Linked DNA regions of Mus musculus: region 2 is linked to region 1. A link is a contact called in public Hi-C data. All regions are on one chromosome and are shown on one strand. Each heading gives the region's core, a stretch centred on a gene start, on an enhancer-like site or on the middle of the called end of the contact. The rest is flanking DNA. Distances are from core to core; before and after follow the strand shown.

Region 1 (4,221 bases), core at 238-2,737:
TGAAACTGACTGTACTAGGGTAGAACCTGGAGTGTAAACATTGCATACTTGAAATAAATATTATTCTAAAATTCACATTGACCTCGATGTCTTAAATTTTTATCAGCTAAATTTGGCAGCCAGGCTTATGAGTTCTGCTATAATAAAATGGTAACGTTTATGTACAAATTATAGACACAATTATAAGCAGACCCTTCATCTCTGGGAAGCACAAAAAGGGTGGGAGGAAACAAGTGAACTATTTATACTTAAGAAGATTATTTCTGCCCAAGTAGAGCCTTAGAAGTAGCCTTAGAAGTAGACACCAGAGGTTGCCGTCTTCACAGCATTGGCAGCAGAGGCTAACCAGGCCGCCTGCCTTCACGGTGCAGGCTGCGGGCACAATGACGATGGACGAATTCAGGATGGAGAGACGGGGAAAGCAGGAAAATGAAGCACTGTATTGGTGAAGTGGTGGCAGCAGCCTGGAGCTTCTGCAGACGAAGACTCTGAACACGCCAACCACACCGTGGTACTGCCCCCACACTGTGCAGCAGTGAGGACCTAGATGAGGAAAGGTTCACTTTCTAGATTAAAGCACCTTGAAGGACCACTGTGGTCTGTGATGCCACCAGAGGCCATGCCTGTCTTTGGTCCACGCTGCTGCCCCAGGCCATGAGGAAATGCTGAGATCCAGGTGGATGTATACATTCTGTGCCACTGCCAGACGCTTGGGTGATGTCCTCGGGCTTTGCTTCCTCGGGGAGCCATTTGGATAGGAGTGGCATGTCTACACAACTGAAGCCATATTGCAGCCCACGGCCCATGTAGCCTTTGGGGCCATGAGTGGGTGGATGGTCCTGAGATAGCTAAAGGGCCATGTTGATTTCTGTGGCCCATGTTGCCACGTGGTCTGTGCTGTCCATTGAAGGCATGCTGATGTCTGGAGACACAGGAGAGCTGGCTCTGACCCTCGCCAGCAGCTGTACTGTGGCACTTGTGATAGCATGGACATGGGCAAGCCAGCCTGTTCTCCACTGTTGATGGCTTCTGGTAGGGGTGGAGATGGAGAAAGACTCACCTTCTCTTGGGGCTAGCCACGAGGAGTTTGACCATGCCCCAGTGAGTACACAATCAACACAAAATGAACTTGTGTTTTGTTTGGGTTTGGATTTGGGGGAGGGGAGATACATGGCAGGGGAGGTTCACTTTCTGGATTAAACCATCTTGAAGGACCACTGTAGTCTCTGATGCCACCAGAGGCCATGCCTATCTTTGGTCCATGGGGTGACTAGGAGAGGAGTTTGATCTGGATGCATGGTGTGAGATTCCCAAATAATCAATTTTTAAAACAGTAGGTGTCAGCAGATTAAATTTTTGCCTGGGATCTTTTCTATTGAACACATGGCCAATATCAAACCCAGTATGACAGTGAAGTGCCTTCTGGGTTCCTTTCAACCCCAAGGCCAAGGACCTTGTCTTGGATAAGCAGAGTAGTGATGGAGCTTCAGCCCTGGTGCTCTGGACACAGGCTTCTGCAGAGGAAAATACTTACTAAGTAACATGAGCTCATGTGGCTATGGATAGTGTAATTCCATCTGTGCCCTCCCCCCCCCCCCCCAGCAAGGAAAGCACTTTGTAGTTTTATCATTTTAGCATAAGACCAATGATTTTAGGTCTTACATAAACATATTAAATTTGCATTTTGATTCTGAATACTTTATTTAATCCCACGTTGATGTGACTGGAGCATATGGGTAACACAGAGATTTCCAAATTGGGAATCCTCGGGGATTAGTGACGCTTGTGTAGCCTTCTGCCTCTCCAGAGGCAACCTGCCAGGTCTCTGGTCTAAGAGAAAACACTGTACTTGAGTAATTTAAGTATTAAGTGACATGCTTTTATAACTACCTGTAGAATTAAATTATTTTAACAACTACTGCGGAGTCATTCTGTAATGCTTCTTTGTTAAATACTGTGGAATTTTTCACTCACCTCCAGACTGGAATAGCTATTTGTGAAAACTGAATGATGCATAGATGTCAAAGTCAATTCTATCAAACTGAGTGAAAAGCTCAGAAGTTTACACAATCCCCGCTATGACAGTAGACAGACAGAGGGACAGAAGAGAGACAGAAAGGATGTTGGGAAAAGTGACTATCATTTGATGTTGGTGGGAACGCCAACACATGAAGCCACTACAGACTTCAGTATGGCAGTTCCTGGAAACCCTGAAACAGAACTGTCATATATTCACTCCTAAGTATATACCAGAATGGCTCTGGGCCAGCATACTGCAGAAATACGTGCGCACTCGTGGTGATGTCTGCACTAGTCACAACACAGGAAACAGAGTCAGCCTAGATAGATGCCCATCAACAGTGGAATAAGAAAAAATGGTACATATACATAATGGGGTTTTATGCAGGCTGTAAAGTGAAATCATGACCTATCTGGGAAAATGGATACAACTAAAAAGGCATTATGTTTAGTGAAACAAGCTGAGTTCAAAATAATAATTATATTTCCTCAGATATGCAGAACCTAGGCTCCTAGACTTAAAACTGTGGGTTTATTTATAGGCCATGAAACTAGAAAGCAAACCATGAGGTGGGAGGAAAACACCTTGACGGAGGCAGGAGACTAGACAGTCATGGAATGCACATGTAAGAAGGCAAAGTGAGAATAAATGAGGGGGGGGGGCTCTCAGGAACACCGGAGGGTGTAAGAGAAGACAGTGAGGGGGGAAAGAGTAGAATATAATACAGGCCAAGAAGCCATGTATGCTAAACAGGTTGGGGGAGGAAGGGAAGGAAAGAAGGAGGGAGGGAGGGAGGGAGGGAGGGAGGGAGGGAGGGAGGGAGGGAGGGAGGGAGAGAGAGGGGGATTGTCTCCCAAGACCATGGTTAGCTGAGCATTTACACAGCAGCTCAATCCACCTGATTTCCAGAACAAACATACACAAATGACTTTACATTATTTGCCCTTCTAATAACAATAACAAAAGCGGAATACTTTCAAAACTGATTGTTTCCTAAACAAAACAGATGACATAACTGTATAGAATCCTAACAATCCCTGGCACCTTCTAACAGGACGGCTTACCGAATCCAAAGGCGCTGGAGCCTCCAATGCTCTGAGAAGACTGGATGCTTGTCGAGGTATAGAGTCCCGTCACCAGCAAGCCATCAAAGAAGGTGCTTGTTGAAATTGTAACTGAAATACAGGAAGGGAAGAGAACCTTCAGCTACTACAGTGTGAGTGAGCAGGTACACTCTGGAGTCTTAGGTGTAGGCATTAGCCAATGAACCAGTTATTTCTGCCCTGTCTGTAGTGTACAAGTATGCACATACACACATATACACACTCACACACATACACAAATTGCAGAGGAGACAAAAATTTCAAGACTTCAATACTTATAATTGTATAATTGCTGGTACTGAATTTAGTACGTAGTCCTACATTTTTGCATCTATTTGCACATTTCCAAGCTACACTGAAAATCAGAAAATGATGCACCACTGGATAGCGTTCTTCCCTCATCTCCACTCCTACCTCTGGAGGCCATCAAAGCATGCCTAGACTTTCTGGCATCGTGATAAAACACTTTAAAAAATCATTATTCCATACTGTGGGAAACAATTTCGTGTTGTCTGGATGAAGAGCAGAGAAATGCCCGTGATGCTTGTCGGGGGCCTGCACGTCACACCGCATGAATGGTCAGTCTGCTCCTCTTGAGAACAACAAAGGGGACCACTGTGCGTTTATGTTTCAGAACCAAGTCTGCAAGAGGGGGTCTATGTGGTTCCTCTGAAGAAGAAGAAGGCTGGATTAAATCAATGTGTGTGTCACTCAGTCCCCACCCTAAAGCCAGATCGTGACTTCCTCCTGGCTGGGATGGCGCTGCTCTGCCTAGCTTTGATAAGACAGCGATGACGCCATTTGGAGGAAGGAGCTGAGGGAGGCAATGCTATTATATTGGTAGTGCACAGATCAAGGCTGCCATCCTACACATTAACTCTGATGAGATGGTTTAAATGAAACACTCCAGGACATTCAGTGAGTAGCAATAAATGGTCTGAAACATTATCACCATACAGCATCAAAGAAGACATGTGTATGATAAAATAGCTTCACATCACGCCGTCTCCCGAATGGTACTGGGTGCTCATATGCATCGCTTTTCCATTTCCTAATAAAAATAATAGTACATTTCAGTGCTAAAATCCAAATCACTCA
Region 2 (4,024 bases), core at 914-3,413, 59 kb after region 1:
TCTCACTGATACTCCCTTCAGCAGTGATGTACAAAGGGTCTGTGTGGTGGGGGCTGATGCGGCTCTGTCATCAGAGACACCCCTCACAGCTTGACAGGAGCACCTTTTAGACCAGCATTCACTCACTCACCGACTAGCGGCTCTCACAGATAACCAGCTACACGTCTGCTAAGGGGCACGCCAAGTGACCACTGTCTCAGTCAGTCTGTAGGTTAGGTCTGGGTGGTCACCACACTGGCGTTCCTTTCACTGCAAAGATTTCCATGATCTCAGAAAAAGCACCAGATAACTGTTGGGAAGGGAACACGTACAAGCAAACCCTTTTATTTAAAGGACTAGTTACAGAAATTGATTTCCTAAAATTAAATTATGAAATTGCAGGAACAAGGCTGCCACCCCTCTGAGGAAGTTGTTAAAGCCACTGGTGTAAATATCTAGGATGAACAGACTCAGCCAAAGCCATTTGGAGGTGGGTAGGAAGGTTTTACTGAAACAGAAAACTCTTTAGCATTTTTACAAAATTTTCACTCCCAAATCTATGTGAAATGCCAGCCACCTTCTGCTCTGTCAACACCTGTAGCCTATTACAGACAGCACCCTTGGGATGGCATGAGTTCACTCAATGATAGTTTATGTCATTGGGTATAAATATTTTATGGAAATTTTCCAATTTAACATTTCCTATCATTAAGAAGTCCCAGAATGAAGACAGAAAGTACACATGGTTTATCTCCCACATATTTCACTTGATTAAAAGTATATGGACTACACTAAATTGCTCTTCTTGTAGCTAATTTTTATTTTTGAGTAATGTTTTAACCTCGATGAAGGACTGCATACTACATTAAATTACTCTTCTTGTTGCTAAAATTCAACTTTGCAGTAATGTTTCACCTCGATGAAGGATTGCATACTGATCCCTTAGGAGAGGGATCGCCTTTGTGGGGAGAAGCTTGTAGGTCCTGCCAGGGACTTAAAGCTGTGCAGATACAAGTGATTAGTAAGCATCGCCCAGACAATGCTAACAACAGCAAGCACCAAGCTAAAAGTATGAAGGGGATGACAGAAATCATCAATCACTGATATTTTAAACGACTCTTTAAAAGAATAAAGGGTTGGAAACAGCCGCTCTGTTTCTTGAGGACAGATCACTAGGGACTCCTGGCTGCAGAGCAGCGGGAACTTTTAACTGGCCGCCGGCATGGGCAGCCACCGACCAAAGTGCTCCAATCTGTCGGCAGCTGGCCGGCAAAACCCAGTGACAACCCCAGCGCCACCTGGGGACCCACCAAGGAGGACCCAGAACAGGACAAAAGTCTGGTATCTAAGTACTGGGGTTAGGAAAACACGATGCGCAGGTTCGGCAGCTGCAGGGAGTGAAGGGGTGGGGGACAGCAGTACCAAAAGCTTGTGTGGCCTGTCACATAAGCACCAGTTTATGTGTTAGGGGACAGTTGAAATCCCAACTCAGGACTCCATTCTCCACTAACTTTGTTCTCTCTCCCCAGGCAGCGCACCCCGCTGAGGTAGGAGGTTGTCCCGGTCTCCGGCCGGCTGGCCCCTGGGAAGAAGGAAAAGGATGGAAAGATGCGCTCGCGGGCCACCGTGGCGCCGTAGGGATGCCGTGGTGGTACCTACCATGGTATTCCTGTCCCGGTACGTAGTAGGTGGGGTTGCCCGCAATGTGCAGGGAAATGAGCACCTCGCCCTGCTCCCCATCCCCTTCCAGCTCCCCGTGGTGGGTGCACAGGAAAAAGAAAGGCGAGAAGCGCGGGTAGTAGCCGGTGGCCGCGCGCGCCCTCAGCGTCGCCAGCAGCAGCAGCACGGCCAGGACGAGAGCCCGCGGCGCCCAGCAGCCGCGCTCCATGCCGCCGCGCTCCGTGCCGCCGCGCGCCCCGCGCGCTCTCTCATCCACTTTCGGAGGCACCGGCACGGAGGAGCCGCGTGCGGGGAAGGCGAGCCGGCGGCGGGCTCGAGCCGAGCGGGTCCGGGCAACCGAGCCCGCGGGGGGAAGTTAGCGGGAGACCGAGGCTCCCGAAGTTACTTTGGGCCGCCGGAGCGAGAGCGCGGGGGGAACCGGGGCCGCGGGCGCCGAGAGCGCGTCGTCCGCCTCCGAGCGCCGCCGCCGCCGGTGTGCACGCGACGCCCCTCGGCCGGGCTTGGGAAAGTGCCCGCCCCCTCCGCACCTTCTTAAAGCCCCGGGCGCCGCCCCCTCCCCCGCCGCCGCCACACGTGTCCCAGCCGCGCCCCCGCCCCCGCGCCCGTCCCCGCCCCCTCGGGCTTGCCCGCACCTCGGGCTGTGCCCGGAGCACACGCGCGCCTCCCGCCCACGGCCCGCTCCGCCCGGAAGGGCAGGGCTGCTCGGCCGCTGCGCGAACGAGAGCGGCCAGAGACCGACGGGCTGCCCCGGGGAACCGGAGCCCCGGGCTCACGGCTGCCCGTTCTGCGAGGACGCGCGGGGAAGCCGAGGGCGGCGGGGACCGCGCTGTTCTTTGTCTACGCCGGCTGCAACCCTCGCCCCTCGGGGCCCGCCGCCCCCCAGTCCCCACGGCCAGCGCTTGTCCTGGGGACCCTCCCGTCAGTGGCCCCAACCGCGACGGTGCCCCGCGCGCGCGAGCCCTTTCCAGTCAGGCCTCGCGGCCCCGTCGCTGCCCCGGCCCGGGTCTTCAGTGGCAGCCAGGCTGAAAGGGAGATTGGGTGACGGTGCGATTGCCACCTGGAGTGGTGCGGGGCCAGATCGTCGGGCTTCTCGGCCGTGGGGATTGTGGTGAGGGGACCCGACAGGCGAGCTTCGCCGGACTCTGTATTTACGCGTTGCTAGGGGATTCCTCGGACGGAGATGGGGGTAGTAAATTTTAGGTCCGAGTTTATTACTTCTACATGTCATGCATGACCACTGTCACTGGGGTGGGGGAGGGGAAGGCATGCAGAGGAGTGGCTGGCAGCAGCAATGAAACCGGCGTTAATGAGCTATCTCACGCAGGACTGCGGGCAAGTGAAACCATCCAGAAGCACGTTTTTTAACCGAGCACCGCTGGCAGGAGCCCCGAGGCACCCAGAGACGGGAGAACAGAGCTGCCAGGTTTTAATGCATTTCTCCAGGCTCAGCACCAAGCCAAAATAAGCCTTGCTTGTAAAGAAACCAGGAAACTGTAATGTCAGAAATGGTAGTCTTTGCCTGAGTTTGGGAGAAGGGCGTCAGAAGGCAAGATCCAAAGGGAGACCTCTGTGGTAATTTCATTGCAAAAGATTTTTTTTTTTCTGCCACATTCACAGTTTCAGCAGATAGGAAGGACCTAACTGCCTGTTGGTCTCCATTACTTCCAATCCTCCCAAAGTTCAACAGCACACATATTCATACACGCGACTAATATTACACTAGAGCAAAGTGCCATGCAGGCTGCACAGGCTTGTAGATCATTAGCCTAATGTAATCCTAACACCACCACCGGAAGAAGCAAAACTTCCCCCATTTCACAGGGGAGAAATCAGAATAGCTTGCCCCAAGTAAGACGAAGGCTGACTCTAAAGATGCCTGGCCTGCCACTGTCTACAGCCCGAGCTCGAGCTCGGGAGGAAACCAGCACGACCGGACCACCTACTTTGGGCAGGCCCAGGAGACACCTGCCTCCTCCTCCAGCCTAGATTAGCTTCGGTTTAGCTGCAGCAGCCATTATGATAAAGCTTGGCCAGAGCAGCTGTTTACATTCAAATTCAAATTCTTCAGTCACATTAACCACATTTTAAAATAACCCACAGCTACATATGGCTAGCAGGTATTGAATCAATGCAGACTTACAGCACTGTCATATACAGAAGAGAAAAGGCCAATGTGAGGTCTAGCCATTCAGTTACATTTGCCAACTACCTCCTATACACCAAATGGCTGGATGCCATGCTCTGAGCTGTAGCCGACATGTGCTGGACCACATGGAACTCAGAATCTAGTGCTGGGAGAGGGTAAATTCAAACAGTAGGAGAAAATTACTTCCAATGGAGGTAAATGTTAGGCAAAAGCAAAACA

What was found. Hi-C and Micro-C count contacts between places; a contact is called where the count stands out from the background.
Region 2: a Hi-C map of cerebellar granule neurons shows a contact between it and region 1, with 3 times the contacts expected there. The contact joins the promoter of Reln here to the enhancer-like site in region 1. A contact is called at or near these places in 2 of 39 promoter capture datasets (cranial neural crest and maxillary cranial neural crest), 2 of 484 Hi-C or Micro-C datasets (both in cerebellar granule neurons) and 3 of 9 other capture datasets (adipose tissue, liver and pancreatic islet).

The regions. Positions count from the first base shown.
Region 1 is chr5:22,283,809-22,288,029 of GRCm38.p6, forward strand. It overlaps Reln (reelin), which reads right to left. Exons shown (of 65, transcript NM_011261.2): 2 at 3,085-3,195. Among named protein-coding and RNA genes, the nearest start is that of Reln, 59 kb to the right of the region's middle. Within about 2 kb of position 1,488, at least 2 of the 459 cell types and tissues checked have an H3K27ac peak or open chromatin away from gene starts, as enhancers often do. A contact at or near this core is called in cerebellar granule neurons, where this site is marked.
Region 2 is chr5:22,342,542-22,346,565 of GRCm38.p6, forward strand. It overlaps Reln (reelin), which reads right to left and starts at 2,164. Exons shown (of 65, transcript NM_011261.2): 1 at 1,639-2,164. The coding sequence starts at 1,867.